4 separate regions of the Mus musculus genome follow, and regions 1, 2 and 3 are each linked to region 4. Evidence: chromatin contacts called from public HiChIP or PLAC-seq data. All regions are on one chromosome and are shown on one strand. Each heading gives the region's core, a stretch centred on a gene start, on an enhancer-like site or on the middle of the called end of the contact. The rest is flanking DNA. Distances are from core to core; before and after follow the strand shown.

Region 1 (2,894 bases), core at 241-2,740, 500 kb after region 4:
TTTTTCTGATAAAACTTCACTTTCTACTTCTTTCTTTTACTGAAAATAGATTTTTTTTCTCACATAATAGCTCATGGTTATGATTTCCCCTTACTCTCCTCCTCCAAGCTCTTCCCCACCTCCCCTCCCACTGAACCCACTCCCTTTCTGTCCCTCCTTAGAAAAGAATGGGCTTTTAGAAGATAATAATAATAAAATATAATACATCACTATATTAACAGCAAAATTTATAGTAACAAAATAAGATGCATTATTACTCCTTTATTGTAATATGTTTGAATTGGGCAATATTACAAGTTGATGTTGGAGAAAGAAGTGTGGCAATCAGGACTTTCGCTCAGACCCTTCAACCTCAAAAGGAAAGGATGTGCACAGCATCGTAGTTTCCCTGATGCTATTCTCAGTGTCTTATTTTGAAGGAAAAAAACATTTTTTTTCCAACAGAGTCTCACTCTGGCTGGCCATGAAATTTCAGTGATAGGCCTACCTCAGTCTTCCAATGCTGAGATTTCAGAAATGACCACCACACCCAGTTCTGTAGTGAAGAAATTTTGATGTGTGTTTATAGTGTTTTTATCTATACTGTTTGAATAAAACATTTCTACTTTTATATTCCTTACCCAAGACTTTGTGGCATACACAGCCTCTTCAAGTTCTCATTTCATAAAAGTTAAGATATTTTGGGAACAGAGGGTGAGGCTCCATAAATATCATTAAATTAAATAGAAAAGTTCAAACATTTTATTAAGGCGAAGTTACAGCAATTGTCTTGTATGAACTTTTCTAAGATAGTCTGCTGACTTTCACTTAGGAAGGCTCCACATCTTAATCATTTCTGAATTTCTGATAGAATTCGGTGGTGTCTTTAGGGCTGAATCAGCTATTCATAGAAAGAAAGAAATATCAACACCATCAGCTGAATTTAAAAGAAAATGCACATGAAACTTTCAATTAAATCAGAACCAACTAACCTAGGCAAAATGAAATAAACCAGTAACTTCAACACTGAGGCAGGAGGATTGTTGCAAGTTTAACTTTGGGGTACATATTATCAGACCAATCAGAAATATCTAGCAAGACTTTCCCAAAACAACAAGGTGAGAGCAATTTCTTATACATTGGGTATAACTCCAGAGAACTAGCTCCCAGAACTAGACTACGAACAAGGTAAATACTAGACTTCAACCTTCACTCAAAGGGAGAAACCCACCACGCTGTTCACCTACAAACTTCCGCAGCACCCTGAATTTTCCTGGTAGGATCTCCAGCTAAGGATTGGGCAGGTTGAGCCATCTTTCTTCTCTGACTCAAACAGCTGATAACACAAACTGATTCAAAGGTTACGGGTGGGGTTAATGTACCCCCCCCATTCATTACAGAGAATTCCTGTGTCTCCATAGCAACTTACACTTTCAGATCAAACACCTGTGCTCACTGACCCTGTTCAGTCCAACTTTCACTTTCACTCTTTTTTTTATGATGTGAAATCAGTCCATCCCGAACCTCTCGCTTCTGAGTACTGGGATTGCAGTGGTATTACTGGCATGACCCACTACCCCTCTTGATAGTTACAGGAAGTGTGTGATCGTTTTCAGTTGCACTTTCCTTTTCATTTTCAGACATTCTCTTTCTGACTCACTACTAAATAGAGAGCTCATTTCAATAATCTAAAATAAAAATTAGCCTCAAGAAGCCACCGTGCAGAAGAGATGAGAATCTTAGAATTGGGATCTGTGAATGCTAAAAGGAGATTTAACAATCATGTCTTTTTAACTCAACTCCAAAGAGTTAGGAAATATTCACACCAACCCTTAGGAGTGGAAGTGCAATCAGAACCAAGTGTTTGAAAATTTCAAGGCATATAGTTTGGTCCAGCAATTACAAATGGTAGGACTTAGTTTTCAGATATACTTTGAAACATATAGATGGATATACATGTAAGAGCACCCAACAACCAAGAGGCTTCTATCAGCAAAAAGATACTGTGTTAAAGTACAATATGCCTCTGACAGGAAAAGGAGGAAAGATAATCCTTGACTCAGAGAATAATGTTCACAATATAGTCCTTTAAAATAATTCCAAAGTGTGTGAGAAAGACCAAGAACATGTACACGTGTGTTTACATAGAAAGAGTGACTGGAAGCCAACGGGCTCATTTTAATAGTAGTTGCCTCTAAGCACAAGATTGAGGAGCAGTGGGAACAGGTCTTTTACAATTTATTTTTATACTCCTGTTGCTACCCACTCAGTTCTGCAGAGGGAATGATACTTGCTGGTGTTCTGGCTATTTAGTGTATAACCTAGGAAACAGTATCACCTCCTACCTCTTATGTAGGCTGTCCCTGACATTGTGCTACAAATCCAATGAGGATTCGATTGGGGTTGTTTCTAGGTTAGTAAGAGCAATACAGGGCTGAGGAAGGGCAGGGGAGGCACCCCATTCCACAGCTTAAGGACACTGGGCTTGTTTCTGGGACTTGAAATAAGCCTCCAGAGACACAGAAGTATCAATGTCTGGTGTGTTCTGTACAGAGAAAGAACTAAGAAGTGAATGGCTGCTTAGTTTTTTAACTCCCCAGAAAATCACCCCAACAGAACAAGCAGAGTGACACCAGTTTCTTTGAGGTCAGCATACTGTTGGTTTCCTGAATCTTTTTAAGAGATGACTTCTCTGATCCTTAGGAGATCTCATATTTGCCCAATGAGCATAACCCATATTTGTGCCTAACTGCTTGAAATAAAGATAGAATGGAAGAGATTCTTGTTGCTTATCACCATCAACCTTCCTCTTGGTTCTCGACGAGTGAAGTAAACATGTATTTTCTATGTTTCTCTTTCCTGTTCAGGGCTCCATGTGATTGTATCTCAGTTATCGTAAGCCATCAGTACATTAC
Region 2 (3,306 bases), core at 776-3,275, 470 kb before region 4:
GAGCAAAACGGCTTGTGCCTAACTCCGCACGGGCCACATTTCTGTGCTGTGCACTCGGCAGATGGTTTGGCCTGCTTCACTCTGCTCTCCCTCTGAGAACCCGGCCTAAAGGAGCAGCCACTAGTGGAATGGCCAGAAAAAAGAATGCTCACGCTAAATCACAAATGATCTTCCAGGGTAGAATGCACATCCATCAAGACAGGTACCAAGCTTACGGGCCAGAGGTTGACATGTGCAATCTTCCTATGGAGAATGTCCCTAATAATATAACAACTGTGATGTCATCCACAAGAGAAACCCATGGCTAACTCCAAAATACAGAGAGTACACAAGTAGCAGCCTCTGAATATTTCGTTCTTACGCAGTGACAACTGTATGTGACACTTGGGGACCAGTACTTATAACCCTGACAACTGTTACAAACCAGGGGGTAATTCCTAACAATACGGAAACTGAAGCACAGAAAAAGTCAGTCATGCCGTGTGGAACGGGCAAGAAGGAACCTGACTTTGTTCTGTGGATTCCAAAGAGTGAGCCATCTTCTTCTTTCTCTCTTCCCTTGGTTTGTAGTTTAAAAATTATTTTAGTTGCTTTTTGTCGTGTGTGTGTGTGTGTGTGTGTATACATGCACTTGCATAAACCTGTGTGCATGTGGGATGCACACGTGGAGTCCAGTCAATGTCAGGTGTCTCTAACTGACTTCATGCCACATCTCACTGAATGAACTCCCAGCCCCTAGGCTTACCTGCCATCTGCCCATGCGTCTGCTTTTCAGGAGGGTCATGAGAATCTGAACTCAGGCCCTCTGCTTATGTGGCAGGCGCTCTATATTTAGGGCCGTCTCCCTTGCCTCTTATGTTTCACATAATAAAAGAGAGGGGAGTTGGACAGGAAAACATAAAAGAAAGGAGGAATAAAAGCAGAGAATAAAGTTTGTATCTTCTACTGATATTAATATGTTCTCAGAAAATGGAGTTTTTCACCAGATATATTTAATCAGCTTTATTAGGCTAAAAACTAATATTTAAGAAAAAGTTGATACAGCAATAGTACTAAAATATGTCCATAAATTATACCAAAGAAGTTGTTTTACATCGTTAAAGTCTTTACAGTCTAACTTGCAGAAGGATAAATGAACATACCTTTATGTAAAGAAATCTAGTGGTTAGTGTTGCCAAATTATTAAGAAAGAACTAAAACAACAAGCCAAGAGTGATGTTAATGTAGAGGGAACTTCTCCCATAGATTCAGTTGTCAGCTTGTCACAAACTTACTTACCTAGGAAGAGGGAACCTCACTATAAGGATAGAATAGCCTAGACCTGACTGGCCTGTGGGCGTGTCCATGAGGCTTTTGAGTAGTGGCTAATTGATGCAGGAGGACCCAACCCATTGTGGGGAACACTATCCCTAGGCAGGTAGTCCTAGGCTGTGCAAGGAAGCCAGCTGAAGGAGTCAAGGCAACAAGCCAGCAAGCAGCGTTTCTCTGGTGGTTTCTGTTTCATTCAGTTCCTGCCTCGGGTTTCCCCTAGACTTCCTAACATGGCTTTCTTGATAACAGACCCCTTGCTCCTTTAAGGTGCTCTTAGTTACACTGTATCACCGAAATAGAAAAAAAAAATCAAGACAACTTCATTTGGAAGAATAACCTTAGCAAAAGAACTGAACATCCATGTATTAAGAAAATTCTAATCATATTTAAATAATAGCATGATGTTGCTTACATTCCTTCATTTTTGTCCCAGCACTAAGTATTTGTTGAAAGGGAGCTATTAGGGTATACTACATTCAACTCATTATTACATTTGAGAAATGATATTTTGCATCTAAATGCAGTTATATCAGGATTACATTTCAAACAAATCACCTCTCACTCACACTTCCAAAGTAACAGATTTTGTTCAAGAACTTCCTCTAACTAGCACCGTTTTCTGGCTGACACTGAAGGAGCGAGGCCTTGGTGGCCAAGTGGGTGGTGTTTTCATAATACTGCGTGCACACTCTCATCCTGGCGGAAGACAGTCTGCTCTCCAGCTGGGAGGAACCGGACTCAAGGTCCATTTAGTGGTCACTCCCCTTTGTTTGTGTCCTAACAGCTGTGCTTCTCCCAGTGAAACATCGGTGATTAAATCAGAATTTCATGCTCCTTAGTGCCTCTACAGACTCCTGAAATTATCACTCATGAAATGTTCAAAGACAAAGCACAGCAGTGTGTGCAGTCACTCGCTAACGTGATCTGGGGACCAAGGACAGCCTGCTGTCTAATCCCAACCACTTATACACTCGCTAACCATCATCATCATCATTATCATCATCATCAAAGCAAGAATTGCAAAAGTCCCAAACACTATTTATCACATCCATTTCTACAAAATCTTTTTTTCCTGAAAAGAGAAAATCCACGCTGTTTTCTGATCTGCTTTTAAATTTGATATATCATGATACATCACCAGAAACTTTTTTTTTGTCAGAACCACAAATGTCTTCTGAGTGTTAAAAAAAAAAAAAAAAGGAAACTGAAATTGAGATCTCCAAAGAGATCCCTGTAGGCTGATATGCATAGCAATTCTTTTTATAAGGTGCGAAAGACGGAAGAGCCAATATGTTTGTGGGTGGATGCAAGAATGAACAAAATGTGGTATATATACACACACGAAGAACTAGTAGTCAGCCTTTAAAGGAAAGTGATGCTGACACAGGCTACCATATCCATAAACTCTGGAAATACCATGGTAGTCAGTTAAAATAATCACAAAGCATATATGAGGTGCCTCCAGTAGATTCACAAAAACAAGGAGTAGAATTGTGATTCCCAGGGGCTAAGAGAGGAAGGCGAATTATTTAATGGGTACAGAACTTCAGGGCTATAGGATGGAGAGAGGCCTGTGCATGGGAGGTAATGACAGACAGACAGACACACACATCAGTGCACTCAATGCTGCTGAACTGTACTCTCAAACGGGGTTACCAGGGTAAGTTTCTTTTAAAGTATATTTTGTACCATGACTGTCAAAACAAACAACACAAAGAAACCAGCCCCAGGGGAGAGGAGGGGAAGGGGGAGGGGGGAGGAAAGGAAGAAAGGGAGCTAGGAAGGGAAGAGGAAGGAGGGAGGAAGGGAGGGAGGGAGGAAGAAGAGAGAGATGGAGAGAAACAGAAAGTAATGGCATCTGAAGAATGACACCCGCAGTTGTCCTGACTTTGACGTGCATATACATGAATCAGGGTACACACACATACACAATTCTGCAATCTCAACCTAATTCAGTATCAACATACAACTGGGCTTCCATATCTGTGGGTTCCC
Region 3 (3,248 bases), core at 79-2,578, 450 kb after region 4:
ATGGAATTGGGACGTTTGTAAGAAAATGGATAGATCTGCAAAGTTTAATATTAAGAAAAGTGACCTAAATTCAGGAAGACATAAATGACATGTTATCTCTCTTATATAGATCTTTTTTTTTTTTTTGTAATATGTGACACAGACATATAAAAATGGGTGTAAAGGTGGGTAAAGCAACGAGCAGAACAAAACAAAAAAACTGGAAAGGAGAGCAAGAGAGAAAAAAAGAAGATGAGGTAGAGAAGTTGGGAAAAGCCACAAGTGACATGAAAGCCAAAAGGAGACTAGACGGGGGGAGGTTTTAATGAATAAAGGGCCCAAAAGGTGGGACAGATGAGTGAGATGGGCATCTGCTAAAACACTGTGTTCACAAGTAGCATAATGAGATGTAATCCTTGAAAAAATATAATTGAAAAAAATAAATAAAATCAAAACCTGAGAAACTGAAGATGCATCTGCCCTAATCAGTGCATGAAGAAGCCATGCAGCATCCTGTGTCCAGAGAGAGGGGTCCTGCATATGAGGAGTGAAACAGAGGATCCTGGGAAAAGAGGGATTAACAAGAGATCTCTTCTCACCTCACCTTTAAACTATAATTCCAGCCGGGATAAAAGACGCCTTCTCAACCATTTTCACAGCATTTAAAAGACGCAGATGGAAGCCGGGCGTGGTGGAGCACGCCTTTAATCCCAGCACTCGGGAGGCAAAGGCAGGCAGATTTCTGAGTTCGAGGCCAGCCTGGTCTACAAAGTGAGTTCCGGGACAGCCAGGGCTATACAGAGAAACCCTGTCTCGAAAAACAAAAACAAAACCAAAAAAATCAAAAAACAAAACAAACAAAAAACAAACAAACAAACAAAAAAACCAAAACCAAACCAACCAAACAAACAACCAACAAACGCAGATGAGCTGTGTGTTTGGAAACACAGGTTTTCCATTCATGGTTCTTATCACTGAACAAATATTTACCCAATGCTTGCAATGAGGAATGTTTAATAAGGATGAAATGAGCATCTGTTTGCAAGGTTCTGGCTTAGACGCACATGAGCAAAGGGTGGGAGTTCCCTTGGCAACTCGGCCAGTTTGGTATGCAACTCTGGAAAAAGCCTGTTGTTTAATTTGAGGATTAGCAATAGCCGTGCCTCTGTTCAGATGTTTCAAATTAAAATGAAAAGCCCTTCTGATGGTTTCTGTGTCATGCTTGTAGCATGGTAAACACCTGCCTTACCACTAGCAAGCATTGTACGTCCACAGATTACTGCCTTCCACTCAGCACGGAAGAAATACGCATGTGCTCTCTGTCGTGTTTTTGATGTTATACTACTTGCCTGAGGACAAGGAGTATCTTTGGATTTGTTTGAAGTCTATCACAGAGCCAAAACTATGAAACACTTATAGAGATGTTGACAAAAAAATGACAAGAGGGGAACTTCCCTTTGGGCTGTGCTTGTCACGTTTTCAGACTCTGATGGGGCGGGAGCAGAGTTCAGTCACTACTCAGTTCCTGTTGAAAACTTAATGTACCCAGTCAAAGCAGAAACATTTGCCTAGTTATACAAGGACTCTTCTCTGGGAAGGAAGGTGACATTGCTAATGATGAATGTATAGAGGAAATGCATCAGGTAAATCAGATTGTCATCTTTTGTTTCAAACCATGCAAAAACGATGGGGGCCATGCCCAGACTGTGTCACCCGAGACAGTAGTTCTTGGTAGTAACTCTTTGATAGGCTACTCATGGCTGGGGCTGCTTCCCAGTAGACTGCATTTTTATTGTTTTTTTTACCTAAACTTTTCAACTTTATAAATGTCATGAATAATTTTTTGCCTCTGTGTAACATCTTCATGCTTTTTTGTCTTCTTTGTTTATGGTATATCTCTGAATATCTCTATCTTCTGGTTATTTCCTGATCTCTGAATATCTCTATCTTCTGGTTATTTCCTGAAGTATTACTAAGGCCAAAGACATGACACACCAGTGAAAGACAGTCAACTCATGGTCACCAGCTTCAGAGAAAGGACACATGGCCATCAGTGGTACAACCCATGTGGTTGTGCTGATAAGACATAGAAGGAAAAGAGGTTGTAGCTGTTGGTGAGGGGCCCAAAGACATTGCCCCCCAATGTCCCAGAGGCCAAACTGTAATGAATACACATGAGAAATCACGGCACACTCTGAGGTTCCCTGCTGTCTGCCCTCTAGCATGTTACCTCCCTGGCTTGACCATAGGGCCTTTTGCAAAGTCAAGGATGAAGACTGACTCTTCCTAGGCCTCTTTGATTCTGTTGTCATGTCTATCAACCAGATCAGCCAAAACTTGTGACGACGCCTAAGCCAAAATGAAAATGCAAAGTTCGGGGACCGGCGATTATGAAAAATTTCAGGATACGGCAGCAGACCGTTAAAGTGAGCATGGAGTCGAAATGTAAAATTCTTGTGAGTGCATTGTTCAGAGGCTGCTGATGTTTCGCACTCCCTCACCAAAAGGGTCAGTTTCCTCACATTGTCTTTTTCTTCTGTAAAAAGCCTCCCACTGACACGCCTAGGGGAGGAGCCTTTCCTAGGGGAGAGAGTTCAGCTGGGCCTGTTCCCCTCAGTGCTTCTTTCCCAGAGCTCTGTTCTCTGCCTCTACCCAGCCTGGTGCTGATGGACAACAGAATAATGAAAAGTGTAGCAATTCACTTTTACTGGGGCAGAGGCTGTAAAGCAAGCCTTGCAAGCCCAGCAACTAGCGACCAGCTTCAGTGGGAGGAAGGACACTTGTCCTTCTCAGTCACACCACTGGTCTTTCTCCCTTGTGGTTTGGCCATGAGTACTGGAATGTTTTTATCCATGCATCCATCTGCCATTAAGTGAGTGCCTGCTATCTGCCAGGCACTGTGCTGATTTCTGGGAACAGAAATATGGATGCATTTGTCCCCAGCCTTTGAAGTACCTTCTTCTAAGGCAGTGGTTCTCAAACTTCCTAATGCTGTAACCCTTTAATATAGTTTCTTATGTTGGGATGACCCCACCCCCCAACCATAACATCACTTCATTGCTGCTTTATAACTGTAATATTACTACTGTTATGAATTATACGTAACTGTCTGATATGCAGGATATCTAATATGTGACCCTTGTGAAAGGGTCATCTGATGCCCCCTCGAGGGATGCGACCCACTTGTTGAGAACCATGGTTCTGGAGAGACCCAGCAGACACAAAGGAGCAGAGTGGACAAGGTGTGAGACTTCAAGGAGACACAGAGT
Region 4 (3,176 bases), core at 360-2,859:
GAGGCGCACAGAGGCTAAAGGAAGCCTGACTCCAGTTGACTCTGATTGGGAAATAAAGTTGCCAATGACCAATGGCTGGGCAGGGAGACAGAGGCAGGAGTTTTAGATTTCCAGGACAAGGAATGTAGGGAAGAAGGGAGTCACCATGAGAGGGCCTAACACAGACACCACCATGAAGGAGCAGGAGAGTGAAGCGGCCAAAATGTAGGTGCAAGGGGAAAGTGGCCCCATGGGAGGGCTGCCCAGAAGAAAGCAGGGCAGCAAAGATAAATTTATATTTAGAAAATTATTAACTCAGGAATACCGGAGGAGATTGTGTGTTAGCCATGGGGAGGTTTGGAAGTGCCCAGTCATTGAGCTAGTAAGGCATATTAAATATAAAGGTAGCATGTGCTGTGTCTTTCATTCATGAATCCAGAGCTCTTGGGTGGGTGCAGAGCCATGCGCACACCCACTGGGAGCATAGAGCAACTTTTTAATATTTACCATAACAATGACCAACGCTGTGGACTACTAAGGAAAGAAAGTTATCCCACTGTTTGTCTGTTTGCATCCACATAGTTAAAGGGTGTGTATATGGCTTTTATTTGTGTTTATGCTTCATAAGAAAGGTACCTTTCCCAAGCATATTAAACCTAGAAATGTACTCAGCATGAGGCTTTGGTCCAGGACCCATTTCTAATACTGCTGTTGAGTCTGGCCTCGGGCAGCCCTCAAAAGCCACGCTCAGCTACAGCATCACAATAAGCCAATTGAAGAAACAAAGTAAAAAACAGAGAAAACAGATCGATCCATTGTGGCCAAATTGGGAATGAGGAAAAAGAGGTCCTGTGATTCCCCAAATTCATCTTCAGGGTCCTGACATGAGGTTTGGTCCAAACAGGACAAGAGATATAAACAGCTAAGCAGTTCTGGTCTGTATCCCACCCAACATAGTTTCAACTCCAGTCTTCCCTGTAAGGTGGTCTGATAAGAAGTCAGAACTGTCTGTCAACATCTCTTTTAGGGAAACAAGTTCCTCCTCTGGCTGCCAAAAAACCCCTTCCTTCTCCTAATGAGATTTCCTAAGGACACTGACATTTCCGTTTCTTTGGGTGCACTATTTTCAACAGTTTAACAGCAAAGGGAGGGTCACACTTTAGAACAAGACAGTTGCATTTCTCATAATGTTTTGTCCTGCAGCTGCCCTGAGGCTTGGGCCATGTCTGTGTTTGTTTCTGATGTAGCAAGAGTTAAGAGTGTGTATTACAATTTGCTTAGCTGTGTGGGAAGCTCCTACAAGCAGTTTATAGTTCCTACAATGTTAAACTGTAGTTTGCACCAATGTGGATTGTCATTTAGGAGTGCTGGCTTAGACAAGCTGGCCAACTCAAAGAGGGTCCTTCCCACACTCCCAACCAGGTGTCCTGTCCTAGCTGGTTCACGATTGGCCACATGTGACTCAGACATTTCTTGTTCTCACATACTTCCGGCTCATTTTCACCAGATAAAAATTCCCTGGGCTTAGACCCCTGAGCCAAAGCTTGTCTTTTAAAGTCTCTGGTCCATCGTAGAAGCGCTTGCATTGTGGGAAGAGGAAAGTGGCCAGCTATGAAGAATAGATGAGTCACTGCTTCAAGATTGAGGAAGCAAATATTTTTGTCTGGGGACTTTCAGGAGGAGGTGGTTTCTTGACTGCAAAAACAAAGTGAAGGAGAAGGGAAAACAGACACAAGCTTCTCTGTGCTCCCTTTAGACACATTCTACCTACTCTGCATTTCCATTTCTCATGTTTCTTCTATTGTAACGATTTCCATTAAAGATGAGTATGACAGTTACCTAGAGTTGATCACTACTCAGCATACACATGAACCAAGCATCACATTGGGGCCTGGACTAGTCCGTTAATTGCTTGCTGCACAAACATGAGGAGCTGAGTTTGGATTCCCAGGTAGAAAGCCTGCGATGCTGTGGAGCCCGAGGCAAGATTCCTGAGGCTCATTGGTCAGCTCCTCTAGCTGATTTCTGAGCTCCGTGTTCAGAGAGAGGCTCTGTCCAAAAATAAGGTGAGGAAGCAACTGAGAGAAACAGCTGACATTGCCCTCTCACCTCTGCACATGTGCACACATATGATCTCTTCCTTACACACACACACACACACACACACACACACACACACACACACACACACACATGACCTCTTGCCGCCACACAATACAATAAAACATCATATCGTACCTCATAAGTATAATAAAATTCATTGTAATACTTTTGTCTCTTTGCTTCTCAACATTATAGTTTGCTTTATTTACTACGGTCTTCATTCAGCGACTGCTTCTGCCTGGAGCTAGTCTCAGGCCTCGAATTTGTGTTTTGGGGAATCCTTTCCAGTGGACACCCAGGACAGGATTGAACTGGACAAACCCATCATCCTTCCCACCTTTTCTGCTTGCTCATTTTCATTTCCCCTTCTCCACCTCCACCCACTTCGAGGAAGAGTTGTAAGAGGTGTCCTCACCTCTCACAGGAGGAAAAGCCGCTCCTCTTCTCAGCAGTGGGAACACCTAGATGAGTCAGGGCTGTATCTTAATTCTTTTTTGGGCACAGGTTCACTAAGCATTTTGCAGCCAGCCATTCGATGATCAACACTATTGTCCTGCATGAGATTCTGGGAAGCTAGCTTGTATTAAATAGTGAACTTTTATTTATTTTCTTGCTCTATTTTAATTAAGTGGCCTGCGGTGATAGAACAAATTAAGCCCTTTACTAAAAAAAAAAAAAAAAAAAAAAAAAGGTAATTAAATACTGTTGTATCTCTTCAAAAAATATCTAATTTGGCCCCCTTTTTTCTTGGAAAGAAGACTGGAATGCTTGACTTCAAGCAAATTTTAGTTAGTTATGAAATATAGAAACATGTTTTTGTCATAAGTGAACGTAATTATTCATTTTTAAAAGATGAATAATCCTGACTGACCACTCCCCATCTTCCTCACACTCCCTGTTCCCCTCTCTCCTCACGTCTAACAGAGTTTGATTTTGACTTGGCTTTGCACCTTGTGTTATAAGTGGGGTTGAACCCATGTGCTTCTTCTTCTTTTCCCCACATGCTGGCCATTGAACCCAAGGCTGTATTCCTACTACGCTTGCATTTTGCAACTTAGCTATATTCTAGCACATGCTAATGTGTATTATTTTGC

Evidence for each region. HiChIP or PLAC-seq counts read pairs in DNA pulled down with a chosen protein or histone mark.
Region 1: an H3K27ac HiChIP or PLAC-seq map of microglia shows a contact between it and region 4, with 5 times the contacts expected there. The contact joins two enhancer-like sites. A contact is called at or near these places in 5 of 484 Hi-C or Micro-C datasets (CD4 T cells, CD8 T cells, group 2 innate lymphoid cells and 1 more), 5 of 115 datasets of contacts at active chromatin or transcription factors (Th17 cells, memory CD8 T cells, microglia and 2 more) and 1 of 9 other capture datasets (macrophages).
Region 2: an H3K27ac HiChIP or PLAC-seq map of microglia shows a contact between it and region 4, with 5 times the contacts expected there. The contact joins two enhancer-like sites.
Region 3: a Foxp3 HiChIP or PLAC-seq map of regulatory T cells shows a contact between it and region 4, with 5 times the contacts expected there. The contact joins two enhancer-like sites. A contact is called at or near these places in 1 of 484 Hi-C or Micro-C datasets (CD4 T cells) and 1 of 115 datasets of contacts at active chromatin or transcription factors (regulatory T cells).

Annotation. Positions count from the first base shown.
Region 1 is chr10:19,067,192-19,070,085 of GRCm38.p6, reverse strand. It overlaps Gm51814 (predicted gene, 51814), which reads right to left. Exons shown (of 4, transcript NR_168594.1): 4 at 727-880. Among named protein-coding and RNA genes, the nearest start is that of Gm51814, 5.9 kb to the right of the region's middle. Within about 2 kb of position 1,490, at least 55 of the 459 cell types and tissues checked have an H3K27ac peak or open chromatin away from gene starts, as enhancers often do. A contact at or near this core is called in CD8 T cells, Th17 cells, memory CD8 T cells and 1 more, where this site is marked.
Region 2 is chr10:20,039,035-20,042,340 of GRCm38.p6, reverse strand. The region is part of intron 7 of Map3k5 (mitogen-activated protein kinase kinase kinase 5); the gene reads right to left. Among named protein-coding and RNA genes, the nearest start is that of Map3k5, 110 kb to the right of the region's middle. Within about 2 kb of position 2,025, at least 43 of the 459 cell types and tissues checked have an H3K27ac peak or open chromatin away from gene starts, as enhancers often do. A contact at or near this core is called in microglia, where this site is marked.
Region 3 is chr10:19,115,356-19,118,603 of GRCm38.p6, reverse strand. No RefSeq gene overlaps it. Among named protein-coding and RNA genes, the nearest start is that of Gm20139, 25 kb to the left of the region's middle. Within about 2 kb of position 1,328, at least 54 of the 459 cell types and tissues checked have an H3K27ac peak or open chromatin away from gene starts, as enhancers often do. A contact at or near this core is called in regulatory T cells, where this site is marked.
Region 4 is chr10:19,568,849-19,572,024 of GRCm38.p6, reverse strand. No RefSeq gene overlaps it. Among named protein-coding and RNA genes, the nearest start is that of Ifngr1, 22 kb to the left of the region's middle. Within about 2 kb of position 1,609, at least 109 of the 459 cell types and tissues checked have an H3K27ac peak or open chromatin away from gene starts, as enhancers often do. A contact at or near this core is called in CD8 T cells, Th17 cells, memory CD8 T cells and 2 more, where this site is marked.